Regions from separate parts of the Sus scrofa genome. Here regions 2 and 3 are each linked to region 1. Evidence: chromatin contacts called from public Hi-C and HiChIP or PLAC-seq data. All regions are on one chromosome and are shown on one strand. Each heading gives the region's core, a stretch centred on a gene start, on an enhancer-like site or on the middle of the called end of the contact. The rest is flanking DNA. Distances are from core to core; before and after follow the strand shown.

Region 1 (2,851 bases), core at 13-2,512:
TCTAAACATTTCAGGTACACTTGAAAGCTGAAAGTAATTCTCATTTCCTATGCAGGATTAAGTCGTTTCCAGCACACACAAAATAACAGTCACTCACCATCACATATAAAAACACACCACCAGAAAGGTAAGGGCTTCAGAGTACAAAGGCACATTAAAAGGAGGGGGGGGTGCAAGAGAAATAAAATTTTTAATTCCCCCTAAAAATGTCTACATGGCCTCTTGACCTCTTTATTTTCTATCTACATATGATTAGTTGATGCCATTCCATTTAGAGCGCTTTAATTAATGTGGCTGATACGTATCTTCAAACATCCCCTACCCAAATTAAAAACAAAAACAAAAACGTGAGTAAAGCCAAACATGCAGAGTCTCATTCATGTTGGATTTGTTTTCAGAGTCAGTTCTTGAACTTCTAACTCTTGCAATGAGCGTTGGAACTGACGTGCCCCACCGCTCCCAGAATGTCCCCTCTCTGGCTGCGCCTGCAGGGGTACTCACGTTACCCTGCGGAGCTTTGTGGCGGCTCCCAAAGTTGCAAACTCCAAATAACCTCCCGAAGTCCGTGCCCGAGAACGCAGCGCGCAGATGCACGGATGGAGAGGCGACCATCCCCGCGCGGGTTGAAGTGCATCCCGCCCCGGCGCACAATGCGGCGCAGCACACACGGCAAGAGCCGAGCCGGGGGGTGGGAAGGAACCCGGGGACTCACCGTTCTGCTCCTTGTTGCTGGAGAGCTGGAGTTTACTGCTCAGGTTGGACTCAGCCCGAGTCCCGGGTCTCTGGCCGGCCAGGGCGGATGTCAGCAGGAGGAGCCCGAAGAGGAGCATTGGGCTGAGCGGGCGAGTGCGCGGCCGGCGGGCACTGGGGGAGCGGGGCTCCGAGCCGGGCTCAGCGCCGCCGGGGGAGGGCCGCGCCGGGCGGGACGCGCCGCGCCTGCTCTGGCCGCCGAGCCTCGCGGGGTACTTTCCACATACTCCCATCCAAGACTTTCTCCGAGGGCCCTCTTCTGCGTCTCCAGTTTGTGCAAAGGATCAAAGCAAAACCTGGACCTGAACCAGTTTCCCAAGGTTTAAACAAATCCTGCGCTGTGCCGAGGCGGTGGGGGTGGGGTGGGGGCGAGGGCGCGGGAGGAAAGGGGGGGTGGGGACGCGGGGAGCCGGGCGCGCCAAGGAGTCCCCGGGCGAGTGTCCGGGAGCACCTGTCAGCTGGCGGACGGGACCGGCGACAAGTCGAGGGTCGCGCAAGTCCGGCCTCCTAACCCAGCCGGCGGCGGGCACTTTCCGATCAATAACAAAGCTGCTGATCAATGCGCTCTCCGGGCGCCGCGGCCGCCCCGCCCCCACCGCGAGGGGGAGGGGAACACAGGCGCGGGCGCGGCGCCGGGGGCCGGGGTCTTGAGCGGGGCCGGGGTCCGGGACGAGGCCGCCCCGGACCGGGCGTAGGGAGGCCGCAGGACTCGCTGCCCGTGCGGCGCGCTGCGCGGATTGGCACCTGAAGGCGGTTCCCCGGACCCGAGTTACCCTCGTCTGGGCGCCCCCTCCCTGAGAAGCCCAGGAGGTCGGGCTAGGGTCGCTCGGGGGCCGCTTGGCGGTCCCCTCCCCCGCGATTGGGCTGCGCAGCGAGTGGGCCCGGGCGGAGAGCAGGCCGGCGCGGAGCTAGGCTGTCCCCTCCCCTTCCCCACCTTCCCGGCGGCGCGGGGGGAGGCGCGGGTCCCGCGGGCTGGGCTGTCGGGCAGGTGCGGGCTCTAACCCGGTGCCGCGGGCGCGGGCGGGGGTGCCGCGGAGCACCGGCAGGGAATGCAGCCCGAGCGTCCCGGGCTCCCCTCCCTGGATGCCCCGAGCCCCAAATAACTTGCTGCGTGAGCCAGAAGAAGTGGGAAGAACTTCCTGCCACTCTCCCTCTTCCACGCCCCCTGGGCCTGGGCTGCTTATTCCTTCTGAGGGGATCCCCATTCCCAAAGGGCCTGGCCAGGACCCTAGGCCAGACTTTCTGGACTGAAGGAAGAAGGGAAATGGGAACGCAAGAACTTTTTTCTCTCCATTTTCCAGCTCTGTCAAGAAGGGGGTGGAAAAAACCATAGTAAAGCCAAAGGCCAGAATAATAACATTTATTCATTTAACAAACTCTGTATTTGCAGAATGCCTACTGGGTCAAGCACTGTCCAAAGAACTGGGGCTGCCAATGAAAACCAACAAGCTCTCGTGAAGTTCGCCCTAAATAAGTATCTAGCAAGCAAAGCAGAAATGGCCCCCAGCCTCTTGTCAACAACTCAGTGCAAACACTAGAACCAGGTGCTGCTCCAAGAAGGGTCTAATGGAAAGATGGAATCTTAAGGTCTGAGCTGAAAAAGGGGTGGAGTTTCAAATGCCTCTCTTTTTAAGGAGCTGCCCTTCCTGGTCCAGCTAGACCCTCAGCGATTATTGCGAGCTACCTTGAGAAAGGATCCAGGAATATCTTCCCACTTCCAGTGTCTGAAAGGTTCAAGCCTTCTTCCTAACCTTGGTGCCCACTGAAGCCAATCTGACCTATCTGCTTGTAACATCCTTGTCCTCTTCCCCACTCTTCCCTTGCTTAAAATGCTCCTTAGCTCATTTCCTCTTGGAAACCTTTACTAGTCAGTCCATCTCATCCATTCAGTCTTCCTTCATCACTTGTGTTTTCAGAGTGCAGGATATCAAGGCCAGGACATAAGACCCCATCTTTGGCTTTAAAGAATTTAAGGTTTAGCAGACAGAAGCACTCTGCATTTTAATCTATTTATAATAAAACTAATTGCTCCTCAGTTTTTCTAATTTTGTACGTTTAATTTCCTAATCAGGATTTTTCTAAATGGGCTGTTGTATGTCTA
Region 2 (3,148 bases), core at 390-2,889, 200 kb before region 1:
CCTTGCTCAGTGGGTTAACGATCCGGCGTTGCCGTGAGCTGTGGTGTAGGTCGCAGATGCAGCTCGGATCCCGAGCTGCTGTGGCTCTGGCGTAGGCCGGTGGCTACAGCTCCAATTCGACCCCTAGCCTGGGAACCTCCATATGCCGCGGGAGCGGCCCAAGAAATAGCAACAACAACAACAACAACAACGACAACAAAAAAGACAAAAAAAAAAAAAAAAAGGATGAAATAGTGCCACTCTCAGTGAAAAGGATGGACCTAGAGATGATCGTACTAAATGAAGGAAGTTAGAAAGAGAAGAACAAATACCATATGGTATCACTTATATGTGGAACCTAAAATCTCACAAATGGGAATTCTTGTTGTGGATCAATGGGTTAAGAATCCGACTAGTATCCATGAGAATGGGTGCAGTTTTGATCCTGGCCTCACTCAGTGGGTTAAGGATCTGGTGTCGCCACCATAAGCTGTGGTGTAGGTCGCAGTTGAAGGTTGAATCTGGCATTGCTGTGGCTGTGGCACAGGCCTCAGCTGTAGCTCGGATTTGACTCCTAGCCTGGGAACTTCCATATGCCACAGGTGCGGCTCTAAAAAGAAAAAAAAAATGTTACAGATGAACCTATCTATAAAACAGCAACAGACTGGGTGGTATAAAGAGCAGACTTGTAGTTCACAAGGGGAAGAGAGGGAGGGAGGGAGGTGGATGGAAGGAGAGTTTGGGGTCGGTAGATGCAAACTGTTATATTTAGGTTGGATAAGCAATGAGGTCCTACTGTCTGGCATAGGGAACTATATCTAGTCTCATGGGATACAACATGATGGGAGATAATATGAAAAAAACAATGTATATATATTTATATATGCATAAGTGGGTCACTATGCTGTACAGTAGAAACTGGTACAACACTGTAAATCAATTATAATTTAATGAAAAAAAAAAAAAAAACAGGAGAGCTACACCCACCAGCTGAAGAAACCTGAGCATTTCTGTAAGTCACCCGATAAACATTTCATTTATGTGTGTGGGTGGAGGGATCAAGGTTTAAAGCAGGGACAATACTACCTACATTAGAAAACTGTATGAGAATTGAGTGAAATAGTATCATTGAAAATTTTAATAAGCAATTAATCATGATACATAGCTGGGGATTATTGTATATATTTTACTGTACCTTTCATTATCCCCGTTATGTCAATTGTAGTCAAGAAAAACAATTATTTTTAGAAGTTTAATTTATGATTTATGTTGGTTGGTGCTAGACAGAGTGACATTACCTATTTAGTCACTGTTCATTGATATTCCCACCCAACATTCTTCTAATACTGACATGGCAAATCAGAGCTTGCCTTGTGCCACAGGGAAAATCCTTGTTCAAACTTCTTTCTCCGCTAAAACAGCTTTATATTCAGTAGCTGTTCTGGGGAGAGCAATGAGCATTTCACAACAAGTTCAGTAAATGTAAGTCTAGCTATAGTTAGGCCATGAATAACTCTATACTGAGTTAAAAAAATACATATAATAATGTTTTTAACTAGTATCTCTAGCTTCAGTTTTCTAAGTTCTTATTCCTCACAGACAAAGTCTTTATATGAAATGAGACAAAGAAAAACCACACCCAAAATGCAGGATTTCACTAGTCAGACCCATTGTGTAACTGTTATCTTAATTACAGTGTATGGCACTGTACTGAAACAAGCGCACAGTGTTCCTTTCAACCATGGAGGAAAATATGAAGAACAATTATTTTATCAAGTGTGAGGTCATTTTCTTTTGCATTTATGGGGGTGCTGTGCCTGTGGCATGTGGAAACTCAAGTGACAGAAGCCACTGCAGTGACAAGGTAGGATCCTTAACCCGCAGTGCCACAAGGGAATTCTTTTTGCATCTTAAATCATTCTGTGACATTCCTATCATGCTACAAAGTCTTCCATGCCTGTCCACAAACGGGCAGTCTTAACTCCTCCAAAAAATCAAAGTATAAGCAGTTATGTGTACTTTCACATTGGTCACTGCACTAAAAGGAAATTGTGTCACATGGTCAGAATTCTGAGCAGTTCCAAAAAAACACCTGAGGCCGGGGGGGGGGGGGGGGATTATTTTTGTGAAAAGCTGCTATCTTCATTCCGCAAACACCTGAGATGTCTTTTCCTTCTGTTGATATAAACAAGGTGTGGCATTGAAAACAGCAGCAAATAAACGTTAACATCATTCTGCAACTACTGTATGAATCAGGGGCCTGCAGGGAGTGATGAAGATAAATAACCATTGAGTTGTTCTTGCCTCTTGATGGACAAACCTATGTGCCTTGGGTAAGGGCTGCAACAGTGCTTAAAAACTTAGTGCCATGAGAGCAAGTGATCCTGCCTAAAAAAAAATTTAAAGGGACCACAAAGAGGTGAGAGTTAATTTAGAGTTTAGAGAACGAGAAAAACACTTAGACGAGAAGGAAAAGCACCTTGTGTATTTATAAAGAATCTGAATTAGGAAAAAGAATGGCTTTGGATGAAGAGGAAGAGGAAGAATGGCAGAGTCATGGCCACTGGTGGGAGAGCAGATGACCAAGTGAGGCTGCAGTGATGGACAGAGGATTGATGAGGATGCCAATGTGTGTGCTAAGCATTGCTGAGCAGCTGGAGAGTCAGAGATGTTAAGAAAAGGTGGGTTCCTTGGAGTTCCTGTTGTGGCTCAGCATAAACAAACCCGACCAGCATCCATGAGGATGTGGGTTCGATCCCTGGCCTCGATCGGTGGGTTAAGGATCCGGCATTGCCATGAGCTGTGCTGTGGGTTAAGGATCTGGCAATGCTGTGAGCTGTGCTGCGGCTCAGTTCTGGCATTGCTGTGGCTGTGGTGCAGGCCGTGAGCTGCAGCTCCAATTTGACCCTAAAAAAGCAAAAAAAAAAAAAAAGAAGAGAGAAAGAAAAAGAAAAAAAAAAGAAAGAAAAGGTGGGATCCAATCAAGGTGTTTTGTTTTGTCTTGTTTTGTCTTTCTACTTCCACTCTGTGTGAGAAGGTGTCCTAGACTGGTGGGGGGAGGGTGTGTAGACTCTGGGGGTAAGCCGCAAACAAGGCTTTAGAATTTGAACCTCTGCCCATGCTACTTCCCCACGTTGGGAAGCACCTTGCTCCCTTCTCACTTGGTGTA
Region 3 (2,760 bases), core at 230-2,729, 220 kb before region 1:
TTCTGTCTCTGCTTCTGCTTTCTCCATGAAGTTGGAATAATCTTTAAACTGAAAACTGCAACAACCAACCTCAGAATGAATTGAAGCCCAAGATGGGCCTCACTTTAAGTGAATTAATTCCCTAGATCCCTATTAAGGGTATTCAATGACAATGACTTTATTATTTATTTATTTATTTATTTATGCTATCTTAGGGCTGCACCAGCAGCATATGGAAGGTGCCAGCCTATGCTACAACCACAGCAACACAGGATCCGAGCCGTGTCTGGGACCTGCACCACAGCTCACTGCAACACCAAATCCCCAACCCACAGAGTGAGGTCAGGGATCAAACCTGCATTCTCATGGATGCTAATGGGATTCATTTCCACTGCACCACAACAGGAACACCTGACTATGGTTTTAGAACTATTTTAAGTAATGTTTTAAATGAATTTAAAACATTTACCACTGTTTTTCATTGATTTAGATAGGAGTAGCACTAGACTCAGAATTTACTTCCAAAATATAAGACTGAGAAAAATTTAAGCCTCAGAAATCATGAATTACACCAAACAAATAATCCTTTTTCATAGGGTAATTTGATAATTCATAGAAAGTATCAGAAAAATTTATAATTCTCACAAAACATTAAAAATTAAGACATGATTGCTGCTGGAGATATCTGTAAGAAACGTGGGGTAGGTAACTATGTAATTATATATCTGCACACACACATCAGAGATATTTGCGGAAACTTGCACTACATAGTCATACATTTAAATATCCATAGTTGTCAGTGTATACATAGATGATCAATCCCACCCAAAGGCTGGGGATGATGAATTAATGTCTGTCTGGAAGAAGGCCAGTGAGTGGTACAAGCACTGACCATGGCCTTTCCCTGCATAAGACTTTTATCTGAGCCTTTAAAACAGATGCTGCATGCTCTGTGGCTACTTTCTGGATAACCCTAAAAACTGATGTTACTTGAAAAGAAATTTACAAGTACAGGAGGAAGGAAGATATGTTTGATTTGAGGACCAATTCAGGTGACTAAAAGTATGATATGGACCGAGCATCTGATAAGCTTATTTAGAAAAGCTACTAGGGCTGAAACACTCTGGGTTTACAGTTCTTAGCAAGTTGGGTCATAAACCCAAGACTTTTTAGCTAAATCAGGTCCCCAAATACATTTTGCTTAGTGAGTACCTGCTATAGAAAGTTCAAAATTGAATGACTTTAGGTGGAAAAAGATCACTCCAGTTTCATTCTACTCTCATCATATCCTTTTATATTATGCCAATCAACTCTTAATATGTACCTACCCTTTAAGGAATTTCAATTTTACTGTGTTTTAAAACTACCATATTAAGGCTATATTCTTGACTAGACTCCCAGTTCATGGAGTAGCAATAAAGCCATCTTCTGGGCAGAGCCTGGCCTCAGGGCAGAGCTGGGCTGGAGCTCCAGCAAGCTTGTGACTACCTACTTCCTGAAATAGGAGTGCAGGGTGTTCCCAGGACAAGGATCTTTAGAAGCATGTGCTGTAGCAATGAAAGGAGAACTGGAGTGATGGCAGTAAATAGTCCTATTTTTAATCACACACTGACAGTTTGGGATGTTATCTACTAAAAACTGTCATCTAATGGCTGTCACAGAATAACACCCTATGAGAGATCTGAGAGATGATCACAGTTGACACTTATTTTATGAAGGTTGAATGTCTTGTGGATGGTTACGACAAGTTAATGGTGGATCTAGAATGGGAACAGGAGCATCTGTTCTGGAATCCAGTGCCTTTTTTCCACTTAATCAACTGCCGACACAATGTTGGTTAAAGTCCAGGCAACCACATGACATGAGGGTGGTTTATGACACTGCATGTTCAGATGACACAACCCAACAGATGAGGCCTCAATGATATCTTCATGTACAGGAAAAATCATTTTATTTATTATGTAGAAATTTATTTTGTGTTATTCTTTTATTTGGTAGAAAAAAAAAAACTAAGAAAGCCATATTGAAATGAAGTCAGAAGGCAGATTTTGGCTCAGTTTTGGAAAAACTAAAGTTTTTAAAAAAATGTTTTGTAAAAATTGAAGTTGACTCCTTAAGAAGGGATTGCTTCCTGAGGTATGAAAGCTGCATGCCATGCTGCTGCTGGAGAGAGGATATCACTGGGGATAATGAAAACCTGAATTGATAGAACACTGTAAATCAACTATAATAAAAAATTTACGAGTTCCCGTCATGGCTCATGAATCTGACTAGGAACCATGAGGTTGCAGGTTCGATCCCTGGCCTTGCTCAGTGGGTTAAGGATCCAGTGTTGCCATGAGCTGTGGTGTAGGTTGCAGACGCTGCTCGGATCCCGCATTGCTGTGGCTGTGGTGTAGGCTGGTGGCTACAGCTCCGATTAGACCCCTAGCCTGGGAACGTCCGTATGCCTCAGGTGCGGCCCTAGAAAAGGCAGAAAGACAAAAAATAAAAAAAAAATAAATACATAAAAATCAAAACCAAAAACAATACCAAAATGTGTACATTCTAAGGTTCCCAGGCCTTAAAAAAAATGGTAATTGCTAACATTTATTATTATATTTTCCTTAATTCCATAAACTAGAGGTAGAAGGGTAAAGAATCCATAAAAGGTTTAACATGCTACTGGGGACAGCATGAATAAAAGGAAGATATAAATAAAGAATAACAGGAAGTGTAATTACGAATACGTCTCTTGGGATTTGTGTGCCTGTACTGCCCCAAATGGAAAAAAGACCTCTT

The links. Hi-C and Micro-C count contacts between places; a contact is called where the count stands out from the background. HiChIP or PLAC-seq counts read pairs in DNA pulled down with a chosen protein or histone mark.
Region 2: a contact with region 1 is called in a Hi-C map of alveolar macrophages, with 2.1 times the contacts expected there. The contact joins the enhancer-like site here to the promoter of PDGFC in region 1. A contact is called at or near these places in 5 of 47 Hi-C or Micro-C datasets (alveolar macrophages, fetal heart ventricle, liver and 2 more) and 2 of 2 datasets of contacts at active chromatin or transcription factors (alveolar macrophages and skeletal muscle).
Region 3: an H3K27ac HiChIP or PLAC-seq map of skeletal muscle shows a contact between it and region 1. The contact joins the enhancer-like site here to the promoter of PDGFC in region 1. A contact is called at or near these places in 1 of 5 promoter capture datasets (liver), 10 of 47 Hi-C or Micro-C datasets (brain, embryonic fibroblasts, fetal heart ventricle and 5 more) and 2 of 2 datasets of contacts at active chromatin or transcription factors (alveolar macrophages and skeletal muscle).

What each region holds. Positions count from the first base shown.
Region 1 is chr8:45,807,527-45,810,377 of Sscrofa11.1, forward strand. It overlaps PDGFC (platelet-derived growth factor C), which reads right to left and starts at 1,263. Exons shown (of 6, transcript XM_021101285.1): 1 at 713-1,263. The coding sequence starts at 983.
Region 2 is chr8:45,607,107-45,610,254 of Sscrofa11.1, forward strand. All of the region lies in intron 3 of PDGFC (platelet-derived growth factor C), which reads right to left. Among named protein-coding and RNA genes, the nearest start is that of PDGFC, 200 kb to the right of the region's middle. Within about 2 kb of position 1,640, at least 4 of the 83 cell types and tissues checked have an H3K27ac peak or open chromatin away from gene starts, as enhancers often do. A contact at or near this core is called in alveolar macrophages, where this site is marked.
Region 3 is chr8:45,585,727-45,588,486 of Sscrofa11.1, forward strand. The region is part of intron 5 of PDGFC (platelet-derived growth factor C); the gene reads right to left. Among named protein-coding and RNA genes, the nearest start is that of PDGFC, 220 kb to the right of the region's middle. Within about 2 kb of position 1,480, at least 12 of the 83 cell types and tissues checked have an H3K27ac peak or open chromatin away from gene starts, as enhancers often do. A contact at or near this core is called in alveolar macrophages and skeletal muscle, where this site is marked.